Regions from separate parts of the Mus musculus genome. Here regions 1, 3 and 4 are each linked to region 2. Evidence: chromatin contacts called from public Hi-C and Micro-C data. All regions are on one chromosome and are shown on one strand. The core of a region is the stretch at or near the end of the contact, and the rest is flanking DNA. Distances in the headings are between cores, read along the strand shown.

Region 1 (2,700 bases), core at 29-2,528, 9.3 Mb before region 2:
CAGACAATCAGGTGTCAGTGGGAACTAGTCTGTGAGAGGGCGGCTCAGGCACACACACACACACACACACAAACCTGTTTAGGTCAAAGCACTGTCTGCTTCCAGCTGGAAGGAAGGGGTTCAGAAAGGTGGCTGGCTTATTTAATTATTACAGAGGCTGAGGGCAGATAATTTATCTGGCTAACTTCAAATATTTAAAGAGCCCCCTGTGGCACGGAGACCAGAGTAGTTTTCACAGAGCCTCTGTGCAGAAGGGCAGAACTTAGAACAGTGGGTAAATATCCCGGGAAGAGGTTTCAAACAGCTCAGTGATGGGCAGAAGTTCCCACTGCCAGGACTGTTTGAGCACGGAATCAGGACCAGAGGAGGGCGGTGCTGATTTGCTACCACATCAAAGTATCTCAGCCTAGATAGGAAATTTAAATAGTTAGCCCAAAATAGTTATCACCTGGGTTTTCCAGATTCATAGGCGCTGTCCACAAGCTACTTCAGAAACTTAACAGTTTTTCTGCCTCAAAGGACCTCCCAAAGCCAAGTCCATGATGCAGAGAGGGGCGTGCCTGGGTGGCAGAGGCCAACCCAAACCTGGCTGGACTTCTCCTCGCCTCTGGGTCGCAAATCCTCTCTATTCGAAGCCTCCTCAGGCTGGTACAAAGAGGTTCCCCAGAAGAGACTGCGGGCAGCTGCTGGGTATGCAGAGAGTGTGCATCTGTGAGCTCCATTTCCCGGGACTTCCCAAGCAAGGATCTTCCCGGAGTTCAGAGTCAGCTTCTTCAATGTTTCTGGGGTGGGTGGAGGCATGGGGAGGTAGGAACACTCGTGAGGTCACAGGAGTCCCGGGACCTGAACTTGGCCGCGGCCTGTGCCCAGCTGCGGGGCGGGTGGTGGGAGGGGCCGGCACGAAGGTGCTCGCCGCCGCCCTTGCCCGCTCCAGCCATCTTGTCCAACCCTCTCCCGCCACCCCCGCCCACCACTAAGGTCCTCGGTCCACCTGCGGGGCGGCGACAGCCCACGCCGCCTACCTCCCCGGCCGGCCCGCAACAAAGGCGGCGGCGGAGGCGACACTGCCACCGGCGGCCCCCGCCCCACCGTGGCCCAGCCTCCTCCGCCGGCCTCGAGGACGAGCCGCCCGGATCCCGCAGCCCGCGCGCACTCACCCCGGCCGAGCGGGCGGCGTCGCCGCAAAGGGCGACGAAGGCTGTGGCCCGGCATTCACCGCGCCATCGTCTCCACCGCTCCCGCCGCCCCAGCGCGGCCCCTCGGGAGGGAGCGAGGACACGTGGTGGGAGGGGAGGGGTGGGCGGAGCCCAGGGTGTTAGGGGCGGGCTAGGGGCGGTGACGTCAGCAGGTCTCGGCGGCGCTTCCGGCGACCTCGGTGCTTCGAGCCGCGTTAGCCCGGTGGCTGGCTCACTTGCGGCCGCCGAGGTGGGCATTTGCTCGGAGGAACACCGCAGCCTTTCCGCTCAGGCATCCAGAAATGCTCTGTGCGCGGAGGGGTGACCGGGCTCATCGTTCTTGTTCTGTCCAGAACGCTGATCCAAGCATACCAAGAAGCGAACTTGAAGATTTTTGTAGTATTGCCCTTTAACTCCCAAGCATGTAGTTTCCTGGGCGTAGTAGGTGTGAAGAAGTTTTTTCGAGTTGTTTGCCCACAGCTCTGTGGAGAATATAGCAACCATGTTCCAGGAGACCTCGAAAATCTTCTTATTTCAGAAAAAGATTCTACAGTCGGAGATCTGTTTGGACCTTGTTTAAACAAACACCACACACACACACACACACACACACACACACACACACACACACACACACACTTCATACTTATTGAAAATACTAAAAGATTGAGTTCAACTTGGGGGTTGGTGATTTATAGCCAAGGAGAGGAAGGGGTGTGGATGTCAAGAGTGTGGATAATTACTAAGAGGAATTATCAAAGATTGAGGGATTCTTGCTAAACCCACTAAACTGGATTCTGGTTGAAAGCAGACCAGGGTGATCAGATAACAAATGTGCTAAACTGACTTAGGATTCTTGCTTAAATAAGGCTGGGCAAGCAGAGGTGGGGGTGGGGAGCACGGCAGCAGAGGCAGCTCAGGAGAGGGTTCAAGAGCCTGTGGTTAAGAAAAGAATCGTTTTTAAAAATCAAAATATTATTTTAAGTAATATGTGCATGGGTATGTGCTTATGCCTGAAGGCTAGAGTCATGGGATACCACTGTGTTGGAGTTACAGGTAGCTGTGAGCTGCCTGATCGGGGTGCTGGAAACTAAGCTCTGATCCTCTTCAAGAGCAGTGCACTTAACACCCGAGCTGCCTTTACAGCCCCCAGGAGAAGCTGTTGTTAAACATTTTACTTTAAACTTATTGCTTCTGTTCACTAATGTGTGTGTAAGCACAAATGCCAAGGCATAGATGAGCTGTGCTTTTTAATACATATAGTACGACACAGAAGACTCACTCTTGAAATGTTGTTATGGCTGACAAGAGCAAAGAGCAATGATGGCTTAATCACTGCACAGAGATTATTGATATATTGAAAGAGAAGGTTAGGATTCCTTTGTTGTTTTAATGGATAGCTCTTTTGATGTATATATTTATTTATTTTTTTAAGAATCAGGAATGGTGGCTTAAATTAATTGATATTCTCATTTTTAACTTTGCTGAGGGAAATGGCAGTTTCCATTGCAAAAGTGAGAAGGTT
Region 2 (2,700 bases), core at 132-2,631:
ATCTGGCAAGATCAAGTCAATAGTAAATTATCAATGTGTTTTTAAGGTTTGTGAAAGGGACTTTAAGCCTTAAGAAATATCCATTTCTATTTTAAATCGTTATACAAACAAAATCCCTAGGGGACACACACACACACACGTTTTTCCCAGGCTTAGAATACTGGATCAGTCAACCTTCAACCTGTCAATTCTCAATATAAATCTTCAAGAAAGCAACAAGTTCTACTTCAATTAAATGTACTGGCTGCCCTGCTAATTATGAGTTGGACTCCTTTGCGCCATTTGTAACCTCTGGTGTGACAGAACCTATGTACAGGAAATTAAAAAAAAAAAAAAGTCTCATCCCCTAGGAAGCATTCAACTGTTTATAATTGCTAACGAGTGAAAGGGGGTAAAATACTGCGTTATTTAGGATTCTACATGTCATTCTGAGGAACAAATACTAAATTTGTGAATTAAATCTCTCCTTGTTCTCGCCTCCACTGTTCAGGAGTTGACTTTTTTCTTGCATCTCTTGACTCTACAGGGCCTCATTTCTTTCTCCCTCTGTAAAGTCCACTGTGAGCTGCCCTGTTGAGAGCTACAGTAGGAAGTAAAAATAGATGAGGGGAAATAAGATGGCCAGCGGCAGGGAGACTTTGGAAAGTGCTACAGAGGCAGGAGGGGCTGGGGTTGGTGACTGGCTGGGAAGAAGGGTGTGTAAATCCAGGCAAGGAGGGAAACAGAGTTGGGGATGAAGACCAGATGAAAGGGAGAAGGGAGGCGAGGGTTGGGTATCTAAGGGAGGTTCTCGAGGAGAGAGAGGGAGTTGTGGGTGATGACTGGCTATCAGGGACGATCCCGGGGAGGACGGAGGCCCAGAGCTGATGTACCCGGGGGAAAGTTGAGAGGCAAGGAGAACGCGTCCCGGGCGACTCACCAAAGAGGCTGCCGCTAAACCCGTCCCACGCGCAGCCCACGGCGTCCCACACCCAGCCGTTCCGCAGGCACGACGCGAAGGTGAAGGTGACTCCGAACAGGGATACCAGCAGGTCGCCCAGGCTCAGGTTGACCAGGAAGAGGTGGGTGGGCGTGCGCAGTCTCGGGAACTTGGAGTAGAGAAGCAGCACCAGCAGGTTGCCGCCGACGCCCAGCAGCGCGAGGCAGCCGAGTAGCAGCGCCAGGCGCTCGTACGCGGTGGGGCTGAAGAGAGGCGCGGGGCTCCGCGTGCCCGCCGGTGCTGCGCCCTCGGCGCCCGCCCCGTCCTCCCAGTAGCCCTGGTCGCCACTACGGTTCCCCGAGTACATGGCCCGACGCCGGCGCGCCGTGAGAGAGAGGGCTCGGTGAGCCGGGCGGCCCGAACAGGGTGGATCTCACGCTCTGCGGGCCGCTCAGGCCATTGTGCCCGGGAGCCGCGCCAGGCCCGCCCAACCCGCGCGCACCCGAGGCCCCGCCCTTCGGTGCTAGGACCCCGCCCCACCGCATGAAACTCCGCCCTCCTAGCGTTCTTGCTATCCCACCCTCCCGCGTGGGTCCCGAGCCCCACTAGCTAGCACTTGCAGTCCCTCCCACGGGACCTCCCTGGAGGCCACGCCCTTCTACCTTGCGGCCTCATCCATACGGCAGCCGTTTTGGCCCCGCCCTCCTAAGACTCTTCCGCAGTCTGGCCTGCGGCTCCTCCCTCCCGGAATCTCCTGTTACCCCGCCCTCTGACTCACACCCTTGGCCCCGCCCTCCGGCATACAGCTCCGCCTTCTTAGAACCTCTGACCGCGCCTCTGAGCTGTGGCCCCGCCCTACTGCTTTAGCGGCCCGCCCCTTTTCCCCCCTCCCACCTCCCGGGCGCGTTCCCGCCCAGCAGAGGTGAGTTTCAGAGACCAGTGAGCTCTTGCTCTGCTTCCTTCACCCTTAAGCCGAGGTGGAAACCTGAACAGACTGTACAGAAAAAAAGAGAAAGTAAACTCCCTTACGGAGGTAAATTAGCCACAGCGGATCCTCACAGCCCTCAACGGACTCTAAAGCATCTCGTCCATTCACCCGTTAAGTCACTCACCCTAGCATACACTCATTCATAAATATTTATGAACGCCTGCGCTTAACTCAGTTAAGCATGCTGAATGAAATACTCTCTTTCCTGGGAAGCTATAATAACACCCACCCCCACCTCATACACCCAATAGAAAGAAAACAAAACACTGAAATGCCCGAAGTAGAGCGCCAGCGAAATGATCTCATAAACAGGGAACCTGACGTTAAAAACAAACAAACAAACGCAGCAGGCTGAGTCTCAACTACCTTAGAGCTGGAAGATATGTCCCAGCGTTTATGACAGTGTTCTGAGCTGCCACTCTCAGAGCCCCAGAATAAGGAAGGAAATAGCATCAGAGTGACACCCAAGTCACCCTTCCACTGGATCCCAAGCCTTCTCAGTCTGCAGTAGGTACACCTGATACACAATCCAGTCCAAATGCTTCTCTGGAGGTGATCTCTTGAGCAGTGCCCCGCCCCCTAAGGCTTCAATCCAAATCTAGCAGGTATAGAGAGGATATATTTAGAACAGCACGCATTTTCCACTGGACCTTTCCCCAGCAGCAATGCAAATATAGAACAAGTCAAATATAGATTGTGAACGTCACTTCTTTAGGCCTGCTTTCTCTGTCTCCACTGCAGTCCCCAACGACTACCCACGAGAGGAAAATGTCCCGAGCTGCATGCACCTGAA
Region 3 (2,700 bases), core at 44-2,543, 8.3 Mb after region 2:
AGCCTACCTCCTCCACTAGCCTGATCCTGCTAATCCTCAAAGATCTAAGGACCAAAGGGTGCGACCTGGACACTCGTGTGCAGACATTCGGGTGTGGGTGCTGTGTATTTGGGTGTGTAGACAGAATGGGGCTAAAGAAAATCCTTTTCCAACCCCAGTGTGCACTTGTGTAGAAGTGCTCAACTCAAGGGAGATCATGCTGAATCGACAGAGCTAGTCAGCGAAGGTGATGATGGTTGGACACCTTATGATCCTAGATCAACAGCAATGGTGAATGTCTGGGGCCTAAAGCAAACGCCTCCCATCATTAAGGACATCTGAACCTGCCACGGAGCTGATAATGTTTTATTCCACTTCAATTACTTCACATTTTGGTCTTCCTCTCTGAGGGGGTAGGGAGGTATAAAAAGCTCTATTGCTTTAGGATTCTTTAACGCAACTTCATCACAGTTCATCTGGGCTTTTCCACTCCTTTGAATTCCAGGGTCATTCTTCTGTACCTTCCCTGATATTTTTCTGGCAAGGCGCTAGCAGGCTTGCTCAGCTTCCCACTTCTCTTCACCGGTGACATACCCCGACCAGTAGTGACCCCTCTGATGGACAAAGTTCGGGGAATCGGGAGAGCTGGCGTGGGCCCTTCCATGCTCCTCAAGCGCCGCTCATTCTGGCTGTTCAACCCGAGCTCTGGCTCCTTCCCGCCGGCGCTTGCTGTTCCAGGCTGGCGCTCCTTGGCTCGCCGAGGGCCCTGCGCCACTGAGGGCCGGGGGCGGCCCAGCACCGGGGGGCGGATGGACTGCGGGCTCCAAAACATCGCACAGGGGGAGGTGGCCGCGGGAGAAGCGGGGACCGCGTTGGGAGGAGGTCGGTGCCTGGGCTGCGGGGCTTGTGGGGCGTTCGGAGGGCCCGGCCACGCCCAGCTCTGCGGGACGGCGCCCACGCTGCCCTTCAACACCGGCCCCCAGTGGCTGCTCTCACAGAGCCAGGCGTCCTCCTCCGAGTAGCTCTCCGGAGTGCCGCCTTCGGGATCGGAGTCGGGCTCCTGAGAACAGGTTGGGGACGGCGGAGGAGTGACAGGGTCACGGAAGTAGGGGAACAAGAGCACGGCGCGCAGCCGCCGCGCGGGAGAGCAGTAGGGCAGCCGGAGGGGCAGCGACATCTGCGGGCCGGGCCAAGCGGGGCTGCGGGGAGGCCGGCCCTGTGCACGCTCACGTCCCGCGCGGCGCAGCCACAGCCATGGAGGGACCCGGCTTCGAGTCGTCTCCGGCCTGGGGAAAGTTGGATGGACACTCCACCTGGAGTCAAAAGGCGGAATGGAGACCCCGCGAGGCTGATGTCCTCAACAGGGGGCGGGGGAGGGTCAGAAGAACCAGTTTCAGCCGGAGCGACCAGAGCAAGCCATTGACACTTCAGTCCCAGGAAGGGTTAACCGCGTCCTGCTGCCTAGGTTTACATGTAAATAGAGAGCCGCTGCTCCAAGCGGGCCCGGGCTAGCACTTTTAAGTTTTTGATTGGTTGCCAATGACATCACCACCCGCGCGTTCTAACACACCAAACCCACTAGCGGGTCCGAGCCGGCCTCCCTCCCAAGGCGAGGCCTCGCCCCTTTCTCCGCCCTCCTCGGCTTCTTATTGGTCAGAGACCACTGTGATGTAGCGGGCGGCAGCCTCTGGGTCTTCATTGGCGTATCGCGCCGTCGCTCGGAGGCAACCCCGCCCCCTCCAAAGCTTACATTTACGCTGTAGCAAAAGAGAAAGTAACTCTGTGTTGCTGCTGGGGATCAATGAAGCTGAGTGAATGGGGGCGCACTGCGCGAGCGCATAGCTGGAGCGGGCGCCAGATGGTAGAGGGCTACGCTTATTGATGAAGTAAGTGGAAGACATCACGGGTCACTCAGAGCCGGAGGGTGGAGGGTTCCGTGTGTGTGTGTGTGTGTATGTGTGTGTGTGTGTGTGTGTGTGTGTGTGTGTGTGTGTGAGTGAGAGAGAGAGAGACAGAGACAGAGAGACAGAGAGAGAGAGAGACAGAGACAGTGTCAGAGAGACAGAGACGGACCTACGTCAGGTAAGGAAGATCCTAAGGTTTAGTCTTTTGGCTCTGCTTGCCCTGGGATGAAGAGGGGAAATGAGTTTTGGTTTGGTTAAGATGCTTTATGGCAGTTTTCAAAGCCCAAGGCTTTGCTCATGATGCTCAGTGGTGGCACGGAATAGGGATGCTACGTGCCCCAGGAGTGGGGAAGGAGCATTCTTTAAGCACTTGGTTTTTCTTCAGTCCCTGTTAGTGGTGGAAGGAAGATTAGCGAGAAAGGGGGTAGGGGGTTCGTGCTATTTTTGTGGGAGGTTTCCCGGGCCAGACTGGCTTTGGAGCTATCTGCTGCAAGGATGCAGATCTCAGTGCGCTCTGTGCCCGTGTGTGAGCAGCAGCACAGTGAAGAGGTACCGGTCCCAGCCTGTGTCTCTGGAAAGTCGTTCCCGGGTTCTCCTCCTAGGGAATAGGCTACTAATCCTGGATGTCCCCTTACCAGGTAGCAAAATAGCAAAGACTTTGACTGCATTCATGTTCCAGCTGGGACACAGTTAACAGTTTTTGGAATAGTACTCGCTCTGAAAAAAAAAATACTACGCAAGGGAGAGGGAAGGAGGGAGGGAGGGGAGGGGAGGGGAGGGAGGGAGGGAGGCAGGCAGAAGGTTTGATCCTTTGCTC
Region 4 (2,700 bases), core at 8-2,507, 5.5 Mb before region 2:
TATGTCCTCAGGGTGGGTTAGTAAATCGCTTTGGGGGGTGGGGGTGGGGTGGGGGGGACACATGGAGCCAGGCAGTGGCGGTACATATCTTTAAGGTAAATGGATCTCTGAATTCTGGGCCAGCCAGGTCTACAGAGTGAGTTCCAACAACCAAAGCTACACAGAGAAACCCTGTCTCGGAAACAAACAAACAAACAAACGAAACAGGAAAAAAGAGGGGAGGGGAGGGGCTGGGGTGGGGGTGGGGAGGAATGGTACTGAGACTGACTTGAGTCCTAACCACTAACTAACAGGACAGACTATGAAGTCTTTTCCCTCAGCCAAGTGAGTCAACTAATAACGAAATGGATAAATGCTTTTGGTTTGCTGCAAACTCTTGGATCCAAGCCCAGTGAACTTCACCTCCAAGTCCTTAAACTTGTGCCTCTCATAAATGCATGATCATTACCATCGGATATCAGATCTCATAGTATGCCGATGAAGGCCAGTCAGCCTTCACACCAAACTTTTAAAAAATCTTCTAGAGCATATGTGTGCTCTCAGCCTCACCGTTCCTCCAGTCCAACTGAGGGGAAAACCCTGAAATCTGAACCTCTCTCACTATCAGTATCAAGCGAAGGCAAGCGGGTCCTGTGCTAGTCACATCCCCCATTGGGATCCACTGTCCTGGTCGGAACTATCAATTCTTACCCTCGTGGGTTCAAAACACCCCAACGCGCTTTCCCAACAGTAACAGCGATCACTTATTCCCACCGGTGAACCCCAGAAGTGGCACAACTATGCCCGGGCCCTAGCCTGAAACCCTCCTGGCTCCTCTTCCCCCAACTCAAAAACAGCGCTGACAAGCGCCGGGAACTCCATCATCACCCAAGCCTCCTCCCTCAGGTCTCCCCCAAGACCCTCCGCGCGCGCATCCCCGCCCCGCCGCGACACAGCCCACGCCTCTCCGGAGCTCCGAGCAGCGGACGCCGAGCAAGGTGCGGCAACGCGTAGCCGGGTCCCCGCGCTAGGCATGGGAGCGCGCGCGTGAAGGGGGTCCCTACCTCCCTCGACAATCCCGCGGCTCCTTCGGCTCGGCTACTCGCCCGTGTCCCGCGCCCGCCTGGAATATATACTGTCATCCGAGGGGCCGGGGCGGCGGGGCGGGCCACGAGCAGCGGCCGAGGGGAGCGCGGGCCCCGGCCACCCGGCCCCTCCCGCCGCGGTGAGTGGCTGCGGCCCAGGGGCGGAGCGGAAGCCTGCCGGCCCGACACGTCAGCGACCGAGAACAGCCAAAGGGGCGGGCACCGGCGACAGGAAGGAGGAGCCTCTTTACGTCACTCAGACTCTTGCCCAATAGGATGGCCAAGGATCCTGTCAGTCTGTGGTACCGCCCCCCACGCACTAGCAGGGGCGGGGCCGGCTACGCGCGCGGCTTCGCGGGGAGGTGAGGCCAGGCGCCACCTTAAGGACAAACTGCAGGGCGGGTCCTCTCGGTCACCCGGGGCGGATCAGAGCGCCTGGTAGGGAGCGCGGCGCTGGCAGTGAGTCTTCAAGTGACGGATTTCCGAACGCCCACGGGTGTGGTTGGGAAAGACCCGCCGGTTTCTAGGCAGAGATCCCTCCAAGGCAGGCCTGTGACCTTAAGCTAGCTGATTTTGTCTCTAATTCTCCACATACCTGTTTGCCAGTGACCCGGGCTTCCTCTGCCATTGTCTTCGGAGTCTCTTGGGTGTCGACACAGCCGGGTTGCCTTTTGCACAGCGACTAGTGAACGAAATGCAATCAAAAGGGATTAGATGACCCGAGGCCATGCAAAATGTGCCAGTCAGGGAGAACCGGCCCAGAGAGCAAGAACTTAGCTAGGAGAGGAGAGCTAAAATTCAACTGTCCTGTTACAGCATAGGCAGCAGATGTGCATGTGCAGGCTATAATCTCAGTGTTATGAAGTTGCATTTATATTTAGAGCTATTATGTTGGGTTTTTGCAGGTTTTGAAACGAGAGTCCAATTTGTTGAGATGTCAAAAGCAACTAAATTTAACATATCAGGATGTTTTCCATCAGGTGGATAGGCTTCCTCATTTTACATTTTCAGTGTTTTCTTAGTCATTCTTGCGTATTCATTTTTAATCCAGACTTTACTATCAATTTATGTCATTTAGAAATATCATTTAACAAGGGGTATCATTTGTAAATAAAAACGTAGTTGCCCATCTGTTAAGGCACCTTTGTGGCTTTGAGAGATTAGATGGATAAACAGCTTGGTGGAACAGGATCAAGGAAGGACATGATATATTATTAGCAGTATTTGCTTGGCCTTAGCCTTGCATGCTCTCTGGAATCCTGTCAGAACGCCACGTCGCCTGAGAAGCTGTAAATGGCACCCACAGTGCTGTTGATAGTGGTAGGTGTGCCTTCCTGGAGCAAGACTAACAACACGGGTGTGTTCTCTAGTTTTCATACTTCCAGCTTGGAAAGTACCGAGTCTTAAGTGAAGAATTCAGAGCCTGCCCACAATGGGGTTGCCCAGAATCTCTTGACCTTCTTTATGTGTGCAAGTCCCTGGGGTAGAAGCATTCTCTTAGAAAGAAATTGGCGGCTACAGCAGTCAATAAAGAGCATATTGTCCAAAACGTATTTATTTATTGAGTTATTCTACAGTAGAACTTACAATAGACTCTACAGGGGAATCAAGAGTCTATTTCTTCAAGGGATTCCAA

What was found. Hi-C and Micro-C count contacts between places; a contact is called where the count stands out from the background.
Region 1: a contact with region 2 is called in a Hi-C map of B cells, with 5 read pairs. The contact joins the promoter of Pogk here to the promoter of Opn3 in region 2. A contact is called at or near these places in 2 of 484 Hi-C or Micro-C datasets (B cells and CD4 T cells).
Region 3: a contact with region 2 is called in a Micro-C map of embryonic stem cells, with 11 times the contacts expected there. The contact joins the promoter of 1700056E22Rik here to the promoter of Opn3 in region 2. A contact is called at or near these places in 2 of 484 Hi-C or Micro-C datasets (embryonic stem cells and rod photoreceptor).
Region 4: a contact with region 2 is called in a Hi-C map of CD8 T cells, with 9 times the contacts expected there. The contact joins the promoter of Uap1 here to the promoter of Opn3 in region 2. A contact is called at or near these places in 4 of 484 Hi-C or Micro-C datasets (CD4 T cells, CD8 T cells and regulatory T cells).

Annotation. Positions count from the first base shown.
Region 1 is chr1:166,408,550-166,411,249 of GRCm38.p6, forward strand. It overlaps Pogk (pogo transposable element with KRAB domain), which reads right to left and starts at 1,279. Exons shown (of 6, transcript NM_175170.4): 1 at 1,158-1,279; 2 at 449-782. The coding sequence starts at 467.
Region 2 is chr1:175,691,251-175,693,950 of GRCm38.p6, forward strand. It overlaps Opn3 (opsin 3), which reads right to left and starts at 1,382. Exons shown (of 4, transcript NM_010098.3): 1 at 920-1,382. The coding sequence starts at 1,286. It overlaps Gm39707 (a long non-coding RNA gene), which reads left to right and starts at 1,796. Exons shown (of 3, transcript XR_865748.2): 1 at 1,796-1,841.
Region 3 is chr1:184,032,705-184,035,404 of GRCm38.p6, forward strand. 1700056E22Rik (RIKEN cDNA 1700056E22 gene) reads right to left here and starts at 1,294. Exons shown (of 1, transcript NM_028516.1): 1 at 328-1,294. The coding sequence starts at 1,156. The coding sequence ends at 452. Dusp10 (dual specificity phosphatase 10) reads left to right here and starts at 1,677. Exons shown (of 4, transcript NM_022019.6): 1 at 1,677-1,865.
Region 4 is chr1:170,173,707-170,176,406 of GRCm38.p6, forward strand. Uap1 (UDP-N-acetylglucosamine pyrophosphorylase 1) reads right to left here and starts at 1,258. Exons shown (of 11, transcript NM_001305045.1): 1 at 1,044-1,258.